2 separate regions of the Sus scrofa genome follow, and region 1 is linked to region 2. The links are chromatin contacts, called in public Hi-C maps. All regions are on one chromosome and are shown on one strand. The core of a region is the stretch at or near the end of the contact, and the rest is flanking DNA. Distances in the headings are between cores, read along the strand shown. Region 1 overlaps EFCAB5 (EF-hand calcium-binding domain-containing protein 5). Region 2 holds the start of EFCAB5 (EF-hand calcium-binding domain-containing protein 5).

Region 1 (5,416 bases), core at 238-2,737, 110 kb before region 2:
TGTTCACTGACAGATGAATGAATAAAGAAAATATTATATACATAGTGGAATATTATTTAGTCATAAAAATAAAGAAATCCTGCCATTTGTAACAACATGGATGAAGCTTGAGGGCATTAGGCTAAGTGAAATGAATCAGACAGAGAAAGCCAAATACTGTGACCTCACTTATACATGAAAACTAAAAAACATACAAACAAACAAACAAAAACAGAACTCAGAGAAACAGAAAAAAGATTGGTGGTTTCCCGAGGCGAGGGCTGTAATTTTTAGGCTTGTGATTATAGTTAAAAATACTGTGTTGTATATTTGAAAGCTGCTAAGAGTGGTTTCCAGATGGGAAGGGCAGGAGGAGGGGAAAATGGGAAAAGGTACTAATGGATGGTGACAAATGAAACTAAAATTTCAGTAGTTTTGAATGTGCGGTAGTATATACAAAAGTGGAACTATAATGTTTTACAGGTGAAACATGATGTTGGGAGTTCCCATCATGGCTCAGTGGAAATGAATCTGACTAGTATCCACGAGGATGTGGGTTCAATCCCTGGCCTTGCTCAGTGGGTTAAGGATCAGGCGTTGCCATGAGCTGTGATGTAGGTCACAGATGTGGCTCGAATCCCATGTTGCCGTGGCTGTGGTGTAGGCCAACAGCTATAGCTCCAATTCGACCCCTAGCCTGGGAACTTCTATATGCTGTGGCTGCAGCCCTAAAAAGCAAACAAACAAACCAAAAACCCCATAATGTTATCTCAATAAAGAAATAAATTTAGGGGAGCTCCCGTCGTGGCGCAGTGGTTAACGAATCCAACTAGGAACCATGAGGTTGCGGGTTCGATCCCTGCCCTTGCTCAGTGGGTTAAGGATCCGGCGTTGCTGTGAGCTGTGGTATAGGTCGTAGATGCGGCTCGGATCCCGTGTTGTTGTGGCTCTGGCGTAGGCTGGCAGCTGCAGCTCCGATTCAACCCCTAGCCTGGGAACATCCATATGCCGTGGGAGCGGCCCAAGAAATGGCAAAAAGACAAAAAAAAAAAAAAAAAAAAAAAAAATTGTCACCTTAAGAAAAAAATTTGTTAACTATGTAAGATGACAGATGTTCACTAAACCTATTGTGGTGATCATTTCACAGTATATGCATACATCAAATCATTATGTTGTACACCTTAAGCTAATACAATGTTATATGTTATTATCTCAAAAAAACTGGGGGGAAAATGAAAGTATGCCTTTTCTAAACATTAAGAAAAGCTTTCTAGAACTAGGATGAGGTAGGGTGAGAGTTGGAAGCAGAGGCCCTACGAAAGGGTGGGCCATCACCAGCCTGTACTCTATCTTCTCACAGGCTTGGTGAATTAGGAGCTATGCCAACAGTCCCCCTCATCCTGGGCAGAACCAACAGATATTGCTGGTGGCCTTTCATGCTGGGTGGAGTCACTGAATGGGGGCCTTAGCTGCAGCTAGAAGGCTCCCATAAACTTGAGCAACAGATTGCTCTTCGAAGAGTCCTCTTTTTCTGAGACAGACAGAAGGGTGCCCCACAGAGTCCCCCTTCTTATCCCCAAATGCGGAACTTAGAATTTCCTGATTCGACTGCATCTGAAGGAGAAAGGGGATGGCATCTGCGCGGTCTGTGAACATTCTTGATTGTTGCCGAGACTGTGATGCTGCTCAAGGCCTGGTGGTGGTAGGGGAGCCTAGGGCCTAGTATCTTCTGGCTCAATTCAGCTCTGTTAACTGCAATTGAAATTCCTGCCACCTGAGGACACTGTTGGAAAAGAAAGTGGTGGGGAGCATTGGGGATCAAGGCTGCTCAGGAATCAGCTAGGCAGCAAAGTGGGGCCAAACAGAGGAAACAGAAATTTGCATATTTTCCTGAAACAAAGGAGACATACATGAGAACAGGAGGTAGTTCTGATAGGCAAATCAGAGGTGGAGCCTGAAAAGATTCCCTTGAAGCATGGATATAATGCCATGGCAGAGGCCTTTGACAGGGAAGGGCCTTATTAAGGGCTGAGAGCCTGAACGCACCTTCAAGGTGGAGAGGGGAGGGGTCTGCTCCTCACCCTCATCCTGACAGAGGGACTGGATTGGACCCTAGCAGCTATGCCTCAGTCCTTGCTCAAGAAGGGGAGTGTCAGTCTGAAGGGACACAAGTGACCCTGGCAGCAGGCTCTGGCTCTAGGCCAAGAGGCTGGCAGGCTGGATGGGGACCAAAGTGATGAGTGGGGGCTTAGGAAGAATGTCAATCAGACAAACCTGTCACACATGGGGTAGTGCTGTGCCCATGACATGGCCTAAATCTACTCCAAAGGGAAGAGCAGCAACCAGGCACTGACATAGAAAACATTTCTTTTGGATTTTTAGGTCCTCAGTGAACAATGAACAAGTGTAGACCAAGCAGTGTATACAGTATACAGTGAACAAGTATTCGTTTTTATTGTTGCTGCTCTTACTGTTTTCCTTAAATAGCACCTCAGAGGAAGTGATAACTCTACCAGCAATGAATTCCAGAGACTCCTGTGAATCAGCCCGCAGCTCTGAGGCTACATAGAAGCCGTTACAATAGAAAGTCTAAGCTTTGCTTACATCACTCTCGTTCCAGATTAACTCGTATTGACTTGTATGTGAATCTTGTATCTAGTACTCCCAAACTTCTGGGATTATCTCTCCTTCCTAAGCCAGAGAACCTCTCTCTCTCATCCGTCCGCCCTGGCTCACTGCTTCGTGTTTCTGATGCCCCAAACACCCTGAGGAGTGGAGCTGTTTTCCTCTGGGTTTCCTTTTCCTTCCTCTTGTCCTAAGAATCTGGTGCTGAGCCTCTCTGCCTAATATATGTGTCACAGAAACCCAGAAAACCTTCTGACTTGGTCCAGGGTCTCCAAAGAGAGGAGGGGGCTGGGAGGGGAGAGAGGGAGGGCTTAGTGAGGGATTTCTACAGAGCCATTTTCCCAACTAATGATGAGATTATTTATTTATTTGTCTTTTCTAGGGCTGCTTCCTGCAGCATATGGAGGTTCCCAGGCTAGGGGTCCAATCGGAGCTGTAGCTGCCAGCCTACGCCAGAGCCACAGCAACGTGGGATCCGAGTGGCGTCTGCGACCTACACCACAGCTCATGGCAACACCAGATCCTTAACCCATTGAGCAAAGCCAGGGGTCGAACCCACAACCTCATGGTTCCTAGTCAGATTCGTTAACCACTGTGCCACGACAGGAACTCCTAGGTTTTTTAATAAGTTAAAAAAAAAAAATGACTCTAAGTTCATTCTTTTTTTTTTTTTTTTTTTTTTTTTTTGTCTTTTGCCATTTTAGGGCCACACCTGTGGCATGTGGAGGTTCCCAGGCTAGGGGTCGAATCAGAGCTGTAGCTGCCAGCCTACACTACAGCCACAGCAATGTCAGATCCGAGCTGCACTTGCGACCTATACCAACAGCTCACGGCAATGCAGGATTGGTAACCCACTGAGCAAGGCCAGGGATCGAACCCGCATCTTCATGGATACTAGTTGGTTTGTTAACCACTGAGCCACAATGAGAAATCCTTTAAGTTCATTCTTTACTGTTCCATTCACGTGAATGGCCTGGGGTCTCGGGTGGAGTAACATACACACATGGAGGAACGTGTGCTTGTATATGTACATTTACTCTTATATGTGACCAGTTCTCTGTGGCCCAAGAGCTCATCACTTTCTCCAACCTGGGAGCCTCAATGCTCTTGATTCCTGCTGATGCGCCTCCTCCAAAGAGTCTACATTACTAAAGAGACTCATAATCTATTATTTTCTTCTGTTCTTCATGGGAACTAAAGATAGTAGCTGCCTTTTTGCTTAATGTACTAGTCCCCTAGCCTCATTATAGTCCCTACTCACTTTTTTTCCCCACTATCATAAAGTTTTATTTATTTTTTATCATTTATTTATATTTTTTACCTACTGTACAGCATGGTGACCCAGTTACATTTACACGTATACATTCTTTTTTCTCACATTACATGTTCCATCATAGGTGACTAGACAGCGTTCCCAGTGCTACCAGCAAGATCCCATTGCTAATCCATCCCGAAGGCAACATTCTGCAACCATTCACTTTTGTTTTTTCAACATATAATGAACACGTAGTCAACAAATGGGAGATAAGAGATGCTTTTGAATTCTCATATGTGTGGCATAATCAGTCACTTTGGGAGTCACAGACAATGTCCCTTTCAGAAGACTATAATCAGAACTATTTTCCCCCTAAAAATTGAATTTATGAGCCACATGCTTTACTCCAATAAAAGTCTCTAGATGGCAACTGTGTAGAGATTTAGACACTAATTAAGTGGAAACTTACCTCCGATATAGTCATCAATGAGCTTTAAATTAACTTTCAGATTCCTAGCAGTTGGATCAAAGTCACAAATATTCTCAACGAGGTATCTGTTAATGTACTGTGAACAAAGAATAAATATTATGGCATCATCAGCAAGCAGAGTGCCCAATTCACCAGTTTACAAAATTCCATTTATATATACTTTAAAACAGGCAAAAACAATCTGGGGTGTTAGAAGTCAGGATTTTGGTCACCCTTGGGGTAAGCCATGTGTGTGAGGCAGGTGATGGAGAGAGCACAAAAGAGGGGTTTGGGATGGCACTAATGTTCTGCTTCTTGATCTAGGTGCCTATTACAAATATCCATTGCATAAAAATTCTTGCCTTTGTATACTTAGGATTTGTGCAGTTATGATTTGTATGTCTAAACTTGTATGGCTTCGTCTTCAATAGAGTACTTAAAAAAAAAAACCTTACTGGAGTTCCCGTTGTGGCTCCATGGTTAATGAATCCGACAAGGAACCATGAGGTTGCAGGTTCGATCCCTGGCCTCGCTAAGTGGGTTAAGGATCTGGCGTTGCTGTGAGCTGTGGTGTAGGTTGCAGATGCGGCTCGGGGATCCCACGTAGCTATGGTTCTGGCGTAAACTGGCGGCTACAGTTCCGATTAGACCTCTAGCCTGGGAACCTCCATCTGCTGCAGGTACAGCCCTAGAAAAGGCAAAAAGACACACACACACACATTTTTAAAAGAAAAAGAAAAAAGAAAAAAAAAAACTTACCAGTTTACATTTATCCCAATTTCTTAAGTCACTTGATAATTCCAACTCTGGATGGAAGAACAAGATAATCGCTTTCAGGATGTCTTGTACTAGTTTTATGTTGGCTTCCAACTCCTGGGACTTGCTGTCTGGTGGAGATTTTGGCTCTGCCAGAGGATTATAATCATAGAGCAGCAGCGACACAAAGTCCACGGAGGTAAGCAGTCGGAGGCACCCCTGTAGCTCTTGCAGCATGACCCGGAAGAAGAGAATGCCTGCCCGCTGAACCTCTCCCACATTTTCAATCTCTGGAATCAGAGAATGACATCTCAGGTTGTTGTTCAGTACAC
Region 2 (5,541 bases), core at 1,401-3,900:
CATGGAATCATGTCTTTTAAATTATTTTTATCCCATTTTTGCTTGATGCTATTTTCTACACATAGGGTACACTAGCAAAATCTGACTGAACTTGGGACAAACTTCAGAGAATAATAAAGTTATCTTAGTTACATGCAGGGCTTTATGGTTTACACTGCACTTTACTACATACATTATCTCATTTGAGCACAAGGATACTGTGACTTAGAGCTCCATTGCAGAAATGAAGAAGCTAAAGCTCAAAAAGTTTAAACCATTTGCTCGAGGTTTTACAGAGCTGGAACTAGAAGCCAAGTCTCTGATTCCTAGGGCAATGCTCTTTCCCACTGTAAGATTAATAGAATTAAGTCTCTCATCTTCCAAAAGAATTTATGATTATGTTGCTACACAAAAGTAGATATAATCAGTGTTTCTGTCCCTGAGTCAGTAAGAAAACTAACATATAAGTACATTACTAAGACCTATTGATTTGAATAATCTAGAATAATGCTTTGGTTTATAAACCACACTTCATTTATTTGAATTCATTCAGCTTTCAGCTATGTATATTTTTTGCCTATGCAATATAGCTTCCTGTTTGATTTCCAAAGCTTTGGTTCAAAGTTCTCATTCTGAACTTTGTCTTCTCTTTTCCTGTTTACTAAGTAGCTCTGAGAAAAACACAAGATTGTTTAATTGTGAACCATACAGCTTTGTTTAATTTTGTCTCTCAGGCTCTCTTGACCACCACCAGGGGGCAAAAGCCTACCAGCTGGCTTCTCTGCAGTACATTCCACGGAAGACTGTACAGTACAGGGACCCTCAGTGTCTGATTCTTGATGGAACCTCCCTGCTAATTATTTCAACCACAGGGCCCCAGAGAGAGAACAAAGGCTCAGCACAGAGGGCTCTAGTGGCACTTAACCATACAGTGGCCAGAAAGAGCTCCTGACAGCTCTGTCAGTTTACAAGAAGCAGTAAGATCCAAGAGAGTTTGAGTGACAAACAGGAGGTGGTAGGTTAATAACTGCAAGTTCCTGAATGTGTTTTTACAGCTTTAATATATATGGTAGTATGTACCAGCACATCCACTCAAATTGAGAAATAGCTTTGTCAACTCTCTTTCTCTGTGAAATCAATCAGTAGTATTTGCATAGTGCCATTTCCACCCCCCCTTTAATGTCGATTTTTCATTACATTGTTGGCTTATGTTCAACTGATGATTTATCGTTTAGAAAACTATTTCTTTAAAATACTTAATCTCGGCATTTCACATACGTCTATGAAATAATGGCATCCAGAGACGAAGGAGAGGAAACCTCAACGAGCAAATCCTAGTTAAGAGAATTTCTTCCAGCAAAAAGCAAGTGGGAGGTAAATAGCCGGTTGGACCCTTACAAGTCTGTGAGCCCAGCTTTCTCGGCCTCCCGGGTTCGCTCAGCCTCTCTGCATCTCGAGAATAATGAAGGAGTCCTTAGACACGGGCCAAGGAAATAGAGGAAGACTCCCGAGGTATTAAATTTTAAAATCTTCCTTTCAAAAAGTCTCATCATAAAACACAGACTCGGAGACGGAAGGGTGGAAAAGCTCAGAAAAATCCCCCGAGAGCCGGGGTCAAAGGGAAAGTCTCTAGCCCAGTAAGTCCCACCCACGCACGGGGAAAGCGTTTCAAACCCCGCGGCGCCCTTTCCCACCAGGAAACTTGTTTGCCTCAGGCTTTTCACCTCAGTTTCTTTTCACTAAGGTGGGTTAGGCTCTGCGCCCCACCTCAGAAAACGGTTATCCCTCAGGCGTGGGGACCCGAGAGACGCCCCAAGCCCCTACGCCCCGCCTCCCATCGCAAGCCCCAGCCCCCAGCACGGCCAAACTGCACGATTCCAGAGCCCAGGAGGAAACCCGGGAGGGGGCGGCGGCCCGAGGCGCACACACCCGGCCGGCTTCCGGCAACTCAAGGGTTACGGCGAGGCGGCGGCGCGCGCCGAGGGGAGAGGCGGTTGCTGACAGGTGGCGCCTGCGCACTGGGAGCGCTCATTGTGCCCCGCAGCTGCCGAACCGCCCGCCCGCCCGCCCGCCAGCTGCCCGTTCGGCGCGTCAGTCTTGAGAGTCCGGTGGTGGGTGCGGAGCCTGCGGCCGTTCCCGCGGCCTCGTCCTCCTCCCCGTTCCCCTCACCCCTTCCCCACACCCCTTGCCCCATCCCGGCTCCGTCACCCTCCCGCCCCCCACACTCAGGACAAGAATGCCCTGCCCGGAACAGCCCAGCAGCGCCTAGATGGCTTTGGTCACGGTCCAGCGGTCGCCTACCCCCAGCACTACCTCCAGCCCCTGCGCCTCGGTGAGTCCCTCCCGGCGGCCGCTCCGCTCGCTTCTGTCACTGCGGCTCCGCTTTGCCTCAGCGGGTCCCGCCGAGCGCCACTGCGCACGCGCCGCGCCGCTTCCCAGGCCTTGGCACTCGGCTGCCGCGAACCCCCCCACACCCCCATCTTAAAGACGAGCTGCGGGAACTACAGGACGTTGATTTGTGCCCCCATCACTCCGGGCACCTGGCGCCTCACAGTCCTCGCCCCGAACCCCCCTGTGGCATGCCTTCCTCTGGCTTGAGCACTTCCTTTCGGGAATGAGTCATTCTTGCTTTTCGCCCTCCCCCTTCCTTCACCCTCCGTTGCTCCGCTGCAGGGAGAGGACCCTGGGACTCCATCGTTGCCCCTAACACACACCCACATCCCCTTACCCACACCCAATTCGTGGACCCGTTCAATATTCGCACATTGCACGCCCTTCTCCGGGCTCTCCGGGTGTCTGCTTTCCCCCTGGTCCCTTGCTGTCCTTCTTGTGCTCTGTCCGTTCGGGCTTCATTGGACTGCTGAACGGTAGTTACTCCTCGGTTTCTTCCCTTCTTCGCCTCCTCCAAAGGGTGGCCGCGGTCTCTGCTCCTTGGATCTCTTACCTTTCCCCTACAAGGTCCCAAAGCATCTGGCGCTGCTTGATGACCAGTGCCAATTCATTTACATCTTACAGACATTTATGCCTTACACTCAGCTGCTCATGATCGTTCTTGTTCTTGGGTCGTGTGTACGGCTCGTTACTTCACATGCCTATGCCAGTGAAGCGTGCTTCCAGAAGGAAAATACCCAGTAACCAGCCTTTTCCTGCTGGGCCCTTCTAAGCCTTGGTTCCTCGCCCCACCCCCACTCCTATACACTCCATTCTTTTAGGCTCCCCCCCCCAAATGTTTAGTTTTTCAAATAAAATATTGCACCAGTGGGGCGAAATAGGATCTTAAAAAAAAAAAAAAATCCAGATGTTTTAGAAGGAAAAGATCGAATGAATGTATGAACAATTGGAAAAACCATTTTGAATTTCCTACAGAACTGTAATTTTTAAAGCTGTGTTGGTGGATTTAGTGGTTTCAACTTGCAAAAAGGCATTCAGTAAACACTGTACCACCTTCCACTGTAAAAATTCTGCTTAATCTAAATATTTATATTTTAAGTGAGGTGTGAACTTTGATATCTTGAAAATAACCTGGTTTGTAATTTCAACATAGTTTCCTGAATTTCAAATTTTTATTGTGTATGGTGCTGGTTTCTTTTTCTCTTGTGCTAGTTTTTGCACTTTGTGTGGCCAAATTGGCAGCTGTATCCTAATTCTATAGGTGATTATACTTCATAGATTACCTTACCTTGTATTGTTTCCAGAAAGCAGAACTAGCTAAGATCCTTGGATAGAGAAGTTCAAGGAGGCAGATTTCCAGTCATTGTAAGGAGGAATTTTCAAACAGTGGAGTGGACTGTCTTGCAAAATAGTGCCCATTGCTGAAAGCAAAGGCTGGAGGACCTTTTGCCTAGGAGTTGGTAAAAAGAATTCCTGCGGTGGGGGGGCCTTCTAAGGCTCTTTGCAACTTTTAGGATTATGTGATTTGAGAATAACTGCACGTGAAAGCTAGTGAAATATTTAAGGGTCCTCTGAAGACAAGTATCAGGGATGTAAATTCAATATACTTTATTCTTATATGCTAGTTTTTAGAAAGTCATTAAAATACCATCAGACCATCTTAATTCGCTCTACCTTTTGGGTTTGGGCCTGATTTTGGCTGAGAAAGCAACTGAAGTTTAGTTGAGTTGTGCAGGTAAGCCAGGAACCAGTATTATAGTGACATAATTTTCCCTGGGCATTGTTGAAAATAGTTTATACTATAATAATTATATATGTATTTCATGTTATCATACTAATTTTCTGGAAGTGAATGTTTAGTGTATAGTAATACCGTATCTACTTAATAAGACTTAATTAGTCAAAACTTGGTTATTTTAGAGGTATGTTAATAGATACTTTTTGACACAGGTAATTAAATTGATCATGTGGTAGGCTCAGTTGTTGAACTGAATGACATATTTCTACATCTACTTGGTATAGTAGCCTGGTTATTTCAGTTTGTGTGTGGCCCTGGAAGTAAAGGAGTCCTGGGACTGGTGTGGGTGTGTGTGTGTGAGAGAGAGAAAGGGAAACAATCAGCATTTTTAGCCTGACTGTGAGCCTGTTTACCTTTACCTTTAAATTGTCTTATTTCATTTCATTGTCTCATGGCCCTTGTGTTCTAATATTTGGCTGCTGTCTGACCTGCATATATTTGCTGTTGCATCTCTCGGTGCATGAATAGGTTGAGTTGTTTGTTTTAAAAGAGATCATAAAGAATCTATAGAACCATGAAAGGAGAGGTTTAGTTTTGTGAGGCTGGAAATTTAGATTTTTTAATAAATCATTTTAACTATTCTAGTATGCTTTTTCAGTGCAGGAGGTAAGATAATACTATCAGCTTTTCAATATTCTTTTATTAGGGATTATACAAATCTATTGATCATCTACTGGGTGTGAATGACTACTATAGTGCTAAGATGTATAAGATTTTGACCCTATCTGTCAGGGTCATGTAATCTTGGGAAGAATGGGGGGCTGGAGGGGTGGGACAGGGACGGGAGGAGGAACAGACATGAGGTAATAGTAGAAAAAGGGAGTGAGGGGAATAGTACTCTATATTCATGAGCAGCCAGTTTGTAATGGCTATAAGTTTGTCTGAATTCAAATTAAGATAAATTCACTAGTGGCAATAGGAATAATAACGATACCTACACTGCTTGAGTCTTTCTCTATACTAGGCATCATGCTAAGTGCTTTACTGGAGTAATTTATTTACTCCTCACAATATGCCCGAGGGAAATTGCTATTATCCCCATCTTATGGATGAAACTGAGGTAAAGAGCTATTAAGGAATGTACCCAGTGACACTCAGATGTGTCTAACTTTAGAATCTTCCATCTTTTTCCTTCCTGTGGTAATCAAAGAGAAGTATACATAGTTAGGTGGCTTTTGAACTAGGCCTTGAAAGCTAAATTGAATTTTTATAGGCCAAGCTATAACCTGGAAAGCAGAGAGGTACTCCAAGTGGAGTGAAAGCTGTGTACACCTAGACTTAGAGGCAGAAACATACAAGGCATATCTGAAGGACTTAAATAGACCAGTTTGAGGAAGGATTTGTTTGGAAGAGTAGAAATAGATAAAGGTGAG

What was found. A called contact is a pair of places that touch in the nucleus more often than the background predicts.
Region 1: a contact with region 2 is called in a Hi-C map of embryonic fibroblasts, with 6 times the contacts expected there. The contact joins the enhancer-like site here to the promoter of EFCAB5 in region 2. A contact is called at or near these places in 3 of 47 Hi-C or Micro-C datasets (embryonic fibroblasts, epiblast stem cells and fetal heart ventricle) and 1 of 2 datasets of contacts at active chromatin or transcription factors (alveolar macrophages).

The regions. Positions count from the first base shown.
Region 1 is chr12:46,192,577-46,197,992 of Sscrofa11.1, reverse strand. It overlaps EFCAB5 (EF-hand calcium-binding domain-containing protein 5), which reads right to left. Exons shown (of 24, transcript XM_013981195.2): 22 at 5,088-5,374; 23 at 4,329-4,425. Among named protein-coding and RNA genes, the nearest start is that of NSRP1, 16 kb to the left of the region's middle. Within about 2 kb of position 1,487, at least 10 of the 83 cell types and tissues checked have an H3K27ac peak or open chromatin away from gene starts, as enhancers often do.
Region 2 is chr12:46,082,324-46,087,864 of Sscrofa11.1, reverse strand. It overlaps EFCAB5 (EF-hand calcium-binding domain-containing protein 5), which reads right to left and starts at 2,650. Exons shown (of 24, transcript XM_013981195.2): 1 at 2,293-2,650. It overlaps SSH2 (protein phosphatase Slingshot homolog 2), which reads left to right and starts at 2,145. Exons shown (of 20, transcript XM_021067518.1): 1 at 2,145-2,311. The coding sequence starts at 2,249.